2 separate regions of the Drosophila melanogaster genome follow, and region 2 is linked to region 1. A link is a contact called in public HiChIP or PLAC-seq data. All regions are on one chromosome and are shown on one strand. The core of a region is the stretch at or near the end of the contact, and the rest is flanking DNA. Distances in the headings are between cores, read along the strand shown. Region 1 holds the start of eIF4H1 (eukaryotic translation initiation factor 4H1). Region 2 holds the start of sisRNA:2 (stable intronic sequence RNA 2).

Evidence for each region. HiChIP or PLAC-seq counts read pairs in DNA pulled down with a chosen protein or histone mark.
Region 2: a contact with region 1 is called in a POLR2A S2P HiChIP or PLAC-seq map of the Kc167 cell line, with 4 times the contacts expected there. The contact joins the promoter of sisRNA:2 here to the promoter of eIF4H1 in region 1. A contact is called at or near these places in 7 of 107 Hi-C or Micro-C datasets (the Kc167 cell line, the Ras3 cell line, brain and 2 more) and 2 of 6 datasets of contacts at active chromatin or transcription factors (both in the Kc167 cell line).

The regions. Positions count from the first base shown.
Region 1 is chrX:16,447,312-16,450,764 of dm6, reverse strand. It overlaps eIF4H1 (eukaryotic translation initiation factor 4H1), which reads right to left and starts at 2,100. Exons shown (of 5, transcript NM_167522.5): 1 at 2,036-2,100; 2 at 586-888; 3 at 264-451. The coding sequence starts at 2,067. CG34015 reads left to right here and starts at 2,463. Exons shown (of 3, transcript NM_001038759.2): 1 at 2,463-2,734; 2 at 2,803-2,993; 3 at 3,067-3,197. The coding sequence starts at 2,545. The coding sequence ends at 3,105.
Region 2 is chrX:16,611,253-16,614,353 of dm6, reverse strand. It overlaps sisRNA:2 (stable intronic sequence RNA 2), which reads right to left and starts at 1,577. Exons shown (of 1, transcript NR_163213.1): 1 at 1,080-1,577. mbt (mushroom bodies tiny) reads right to left here. Exons shown (of 3, transcript NM_078651.4): 1 at 1,992-3,101; 2 at 1,649-1,920; 3 at 1-816. The coding sequence ends at 340.

The sequences.
Region 1 (3,453 bases), core at 851-3,350:
TTTCACTTTCGAGGATTGCAGCATGGATGTGTCTTCCAGCCATGCGAATGATTTAGAATCGTTATAAGTAATCAGTATAACTGGTTTTTGGCGGCACTACGAGGGATGCAGCTACGTGTTGGTTGGTTGGTTGGTTGGTTGGACGGCAGATAAAAATGCTTTACCATTGTATCCTCTATTCATGCCACCGCCGGAGCCCGCGCCGCTGCCGCCGACGCCGCGACTTCTATCATTGTGACCACCATAACTATCAATGTACGAACCTCTACTATCGCCGCGATTACCCGAACCGCCGCCGCCCTCCCGACCGCCGCCGCCAGTGCCAGGACCTCCCCGGCTGTAGGACTGACTGCTGCCGCCCTGGCGAGGTGGGCCGCGCTTCTGGAAACCGTCTCTGCCGCCGTCGCCGCGGGTCATGCCGCCGTTGCCGCCGCCAACACCGCCACCAGGGCTGTAAGAAAGTCCAAAATATGGTTAGTCAAGTGATAAAATTGGGGAATCGTTAGAAAGCTCCATGTGCTCTGTTCGTATGGAGAGCTCCAATCGATTCAATCTAAAGTATACAATCATCTGGTCTCAACTCACCGATCATTTTTTCTCCGATCGGCAATGTCGATCCTTAGCGGCGCCGACAGATCGTCCAGTTTGATCCGACCATCGCACTCTAGCGCCCGCTCCAGATTGTCCAGCGTCTCGAATTCGACGTAGCAGAAGCCTTTGAACTGATCCGTTTCCCGGTCCTTCACCAGCCGCACGTACTTCACCTCAAAGTCCTGGAATATTTTGATCACATCGCCCTGCACAAGGCCTTGCGGCAAATTGCCGACAAATGCGATGAACGGCGGTTCCGTGGGCAACTGCTTGGATGCCCGATCCCCACCGAATCCGCTTCTGAAAAATATCGAGAAATAAAAATGAATGGTTAGTAGAGTAAGTACACTAATAAATTTAAAGGCAATGAATCTTGGAAATGGGATGCACCCATGAAAAACCTATTCTGCATGTAGTATGTTAGCTTCTAAAGTTGGATTACAGATCCCCCTCTATAGATTTGCGCAACCAAAGCAACTGCATGGTGTGCTCGATTCTGGCTCCTGGTATTTGCTGTGCCCCTTTGTGTGGAGGATTACTCCGTGGCCTGGGAACCTTGACATCGAATCCAATTAATGGGGGTGTGTCTGTCTCTTCTTCTTCTTCCCTTTTGAGGGACTGTGGTGTGAGGGGGGGGGTGGTGGTGGTTTGTGGCGCCACCCCTTGGGGCAAAACGCACATGGTCGGCATTTATCTATGTGGCCGGCTAACGCTGGCTCGGATTCCCGGCAAACAGTCAACAGAGATGCAGGCACAAATAAAAAAAAAACCGAAGAACAACAAATGCAGTGGGACAGGTGTCAAATGGTGAGGGGGGTGGGGGTTAAATCGCGCGCGCTTTTTGGCGAAAATTGCATTATGCATGGAATTTGCAACTATTTTTGGGTTCATATTTTCTTCTTCTTTTTTCTTTTTTTGATGAGGGGTGGGGGGATTTTAATGTGAAATCTGCCGGTGTGCTGTCAGCGGCGTAGTCGACGTTGGCGCCGACGACAGCTGCAGCAGAGTTTTCCAAGAAAAACAACGCAAGCGATGAAAAGAATCGACAAAATAAAAACCGAAAAAGAATGTTAAGAAAAAAAAACGCACACTGCCCCTCACACACACCACACACACACACACACCACACACATACGCACACGCACGCACGTACAAAGGCGGCGGCGGCGGCGGTGTCGGCGACCAACGACCGACACGTACAATACACATGCACATTACTGTATGGGTGTGCGAGCGGCGAGGCGAGAGCGTGCGCGTGTGTTGGTGGGCTGGTGTTGCCTTTTTTTTTGCCCAAACCCCAAAAAACCGCGTGCATTATTACACATTTTGCCCAGATTGTCGGCACTCGCGCAATTCGATCGCATCGCGTCCACTTTCACAAGCACCGGCGGTTCGCGGCCAACGCGGAGCGTACGCTATTGCAAAAATAATTAATAATATTTACCTAGCGTGTTCATAACCACCTCTTCCAGCCATGTTTTATTTTTTTCAAATGAGCGAATTCGCTGCAAACCGCAGTGTGAACACACGGGCGAAAAATACTATCGCGGCGAATTTGGTCGGGCAGTGTCACCACACCAATTAGCTGATAGCCGCCTTTCTTAGTATTTTGGTCGTTAGCAGGGACGCATGCCCAATTGCGTCCAATTTTCAGATATCGATTAATATTTATAGTTGTTTAGCATTCTACAATTGTTCCTTTTCTAATGAAACATTCAAAAATGACATTGAATACATAGAGAGGAATACATATGTTTGTATAAATTTTTTTGTTGAAAAAAATAATACTAAAAGTAACTGGACACAAATGGTTTTTTTTAATACTGAAAATCTATTTAGCGGTATTTTTTTTTGGAGCACCAGGATAGTTCTTATCGTTATCGACAGTACAACTAATCAGCTGTGAAAGTACAAACTGCTATATTTTATATAGACTGAACTTAAAATTAAGTCATGGCGGACGACAACTGCATTTTCTGCCTAATTTCCGATGGGCGGATCCCCTCCACTGTTTTGGAAGTCGAAAACGATGACTTTGTCATCTTCCAGGACATTAAACCCGCTTCCCAGCACCATTACTTAGCAGTGACAAAAAAGCACTACGCTAGCCTCAAGGATCTTAACAAATCGCACGATTCTTTGGGTAAGATTGGAATTGGCGTGACCTCGGGCCATGCCCTAATAATTCTGATATCCTTGGATTCCTTACAGTGCAGCTCATGGAGAACGCCCTGAAGGATCTTCTGGTGTCCAAGGGAGTTTCTGTCGATGATGCCCTCTTCGGATTCCATCTGCCGCCGTTTATCACGGTGAAGCATCTTCACATGCATGCCATTAGCCCACGCACCCAAATGACCTTCCTATCTAAGATGATCTTTAGACCCTCCGTTTGGTTCAAAACCGTAAGTATTTGGCTATTCTGATTTTGACCACTTAGAGGCCCGCTTTAATTTAATCTTATCTATTTAATTATAGGTCGACGAGGCGCGTATTTACCTTTCCCAAAAAGAATAGATCGGGACCATCATAGATAACTGTTAGATAAATATATATTGTACTCGCGCGCTGTCATAATTAACTAATAAACGGAGCCAACCTATACAAATATTCTAATGTTCTTTAAATTAAAAGTGTAGCTTCTAAAAAAACCGATTCAAGCTACATGTCATTACATATTTAATGGCCTTTTTGTATGCGATAATATGCAACCTTTTAAAATGTTCTGCAAATTTAAACAGATAAATATGAAAAATGAAAATTTGACATATGGGAATTATCATCATAACATGGATAAAAAGTGACATATAGATAAAAGAACAACTGCTTTTTATTCCTATTTATCAGTATTAGCAATCTATATAA
Region 2 (3,101 bases), core at 328-2,827, 160 kb before region 1:
TATATATAAAAATGTGGTTCTCGGGCAGATAAATGCTATATCGTTTCTCCATCCGTATCGGTTGCAGGATGCGATTTCAATTTCGATTTCGAGGCTTGTGAAAGGCACATTGCGTTCTCTTCTGGAACGTTAGTGGGCATGGATATGGATATGGATGTGCGGAGCTTAAATGACTTTACAACGTTTCGAGGATTCTCCGGGGATTTAAGTACAGCTGCCAAACTGAATGTTAATACTAGAATTTAATAGATGGATGCCCACGGGCCGGGATCCGTTGTCTGTGGGAATGATTGCTTTCATCGAGCAGCCGGATCGTCTGGGTTGTCCAGTGGCATCCAACTACGGATGGTGTCGCGCATTGCGCATCAGCGGAACCAGCAGCGACGGCGGTCCTGCCTGGCGCAGGAAGGGATGGGCCAGCAGCTCGGCGGCGGTGGCACGCTGCGCCGGATCCCGCACCAGCATCCGGTCGAGGAAGGACTGCAGGCGCGGCGAGACCTTGTGCGCGTTCTTCAGGTTCGGCGGCTGCATGTCACGGATGCGACGCATCGCCTGCAGCGGCGGTTCGTTGAAGAACGGCGGCTCGCCGTCCACCATCTCGATGACCATGATGCCCAGCGACCAGATATCCACTTCCGGGCCGTACGGCAGGCGCGATATGACCTCCGGCGACATCCAATACGGCGTGCCAACCAGACTCTTGCGCTTCGGCAGCTCCTGTGACACCTGGGCGCAGAATCCAAAGTCCGATAGCTTCACGCGACCATCGGCGGCCAGCAGAATCGAGTCCGACTTGATGTCGCGATGAATGACGCCCTGTTTATGGTTTATCGCCATCGGCAGCACCGTCGAAAGAGACAGAGAGAGAAGGGAAATTGGTTAAAAGCGTTCACAGTTTGCGGTTTTCCCCCAACCAACGCCCTTTCTCCCGCAGACAGACACTTATCGCATTACACGAGCCAACGTGGGACAGAAATGCACAAAAGAAACCAGATCGACCCTGCAACGCCCAAAAAGAATTTCCTGCTCTTGGGAACACGCTGGTTTCCCTAACGTGGAAGATAGCATAAACAGGTTGGGTTCTAGTTCTAATTTCATTTAAATAGACTACATCTAAAACATTAGGAATGCTTAGTATTGTGAAATGTTGGGGCTTAAACAAGTTCCAATTGACTGACTGACTTAATATTATTATTATATGCTATTCTAATATTGATAGTTTTAATATCTCAAGTTGTATCTCAGGCAAAATCATAGCAAATTGGCTTATCTATCAATGAGTAATGAACTATAACTTTAAACTTCCTTCATCATAAGATGCAATTAACTATCCATTCGAAAATCGCTCTATGCACACTTTTCGCTTTGAGGTAGGGCATGCACGTGCGATTTCACCTGGCACTTTGGGCGTGCTACGCCACTCGATGGCCCACTGTGCGGCCGACGACTTTTGTTGGTGACAACATTTAGAAATTGAAACCAAAGCCACGCGAAAGCGGAGGGCGAAGAAAGCGCCGCAAATGGCAAGGTACAAAGGCACAAAGAATCGCATGATGGCGAGTACTCCGTTCTCTGCTGCCCAGTTTGGCCAAGGGAATGGTAATGGGAACGGGGACAGGAAAGGGGCAGTGTCATGCTGGTCACGCACCTGTGAGTGCAAATAGGCCAAAGCCTTCAAGCATTGCTTGCAGACGGTGGCTATCTGCTCCTCGTCCATGCGCGAATGGGTGACAATATCGGTGAGGGCGCCGCCCTCGAGGTACTCCATCACCACCCAAAGCTCATCGTTGACCAGAAAGCTGGAGTATGTCTCCACGATATTGGGATGATGGTAGTCCCGCATGATGACGACCTCGTTGAATAGCAGCTCCCGTCGCTGCTGTTTGCGCAGATCCATCTTCTTCACGGCCACCTGGCGACCTGTACGTAATGAGAAAACCAAATGCCATTAATTCAATGGTTTTGACAATAGTTAAAGCGGATGTTCTTGCCTGTGGATTTGTCCGTGGCAATGCATACGGTGCCCGTGGAGCCCTCGCCTATTTTGTTAAAGTGGTCGAGGTTCTCGCGTGGATCACCGGCGGAGACCACCATCTGAAGGGCGGCACGGAACTGTTCGTGGGTGAGTCGTTGGTCCTGCTTTGGCTGACCCGCCGCTCCTCCACTGGCGCCGCTCGCCTGCTGGGCAGCACTGCTCGCTCCCCCGCTGGAACTGGATGCCCTGGACGCCGACTTGGCCAAATGTTGGTGATGGTGCGGATGCGGATGAGCATGCGGATGCAGAGGATTTTGGTTCTGATCGCCACCCTGTTTGGCCTGCTGTTGCTGCTGCTGCTGCTGCTGATGGCTTGTGGGATACATGGGAGGATAGCTGCCGCCGCTGTTGCCATTGTTCGTGTGCGAGTGATTGGATCGCGTGCCACTGGCCACCGAACCCACGGGCGAAGTCTGCTGTTGCTGGGGCATGGAGCCGCCGGATGGCGGGGCCAGATTGCTGCGATACTGCTGCAGGTTGGTTTGATCCGTGCGCACGGCCAGTGGTCCTGTTGCTCCATTCGCGTGCGCATGCTGACTGTTATAGAGCAGGGAGGGATGGGCACCGGGTGGCTTAAAGCCACCGCTACTAGCTCCACCTACTCCCGGTGTTCCAGCTGCCGGTGGTCCCTCCTCCTCCGGCACCGATGGCGGCACATTGGCTACCCGTCGCACTCGCGGCGGACTGGAACTCCGCAGCGAATTGGATCTGGCCACGTGAGAGGTCTTCGGCAGGACTATGCCGCCCGTCTCGGGTGGCATCATCATTCCGGGGCCATGGCTCATCATTGGGTGTGCGCCAGGTGCCATGGGATTCATCGGCGCCATTGAGCCCATCATCATTGTGCTGCTGCTGTTGAGCGAGGTGGTGTCCGCCTTGTTGTTGTTGTGATGCGGACGCACAATAGTCTTCAGATCGAGAATCTCGGTGGGCGTAATCTCCGAGGGATCGACCAGTGGCAGCGGGCGGTTGGAGGACTTGAGTATCTGATTGTTGCCCACAATGGACGCCCATTGGAGGGGCAGGCCAACATATTTGTTCTCCCGCTTGTCGAAGCCCGTGTGCA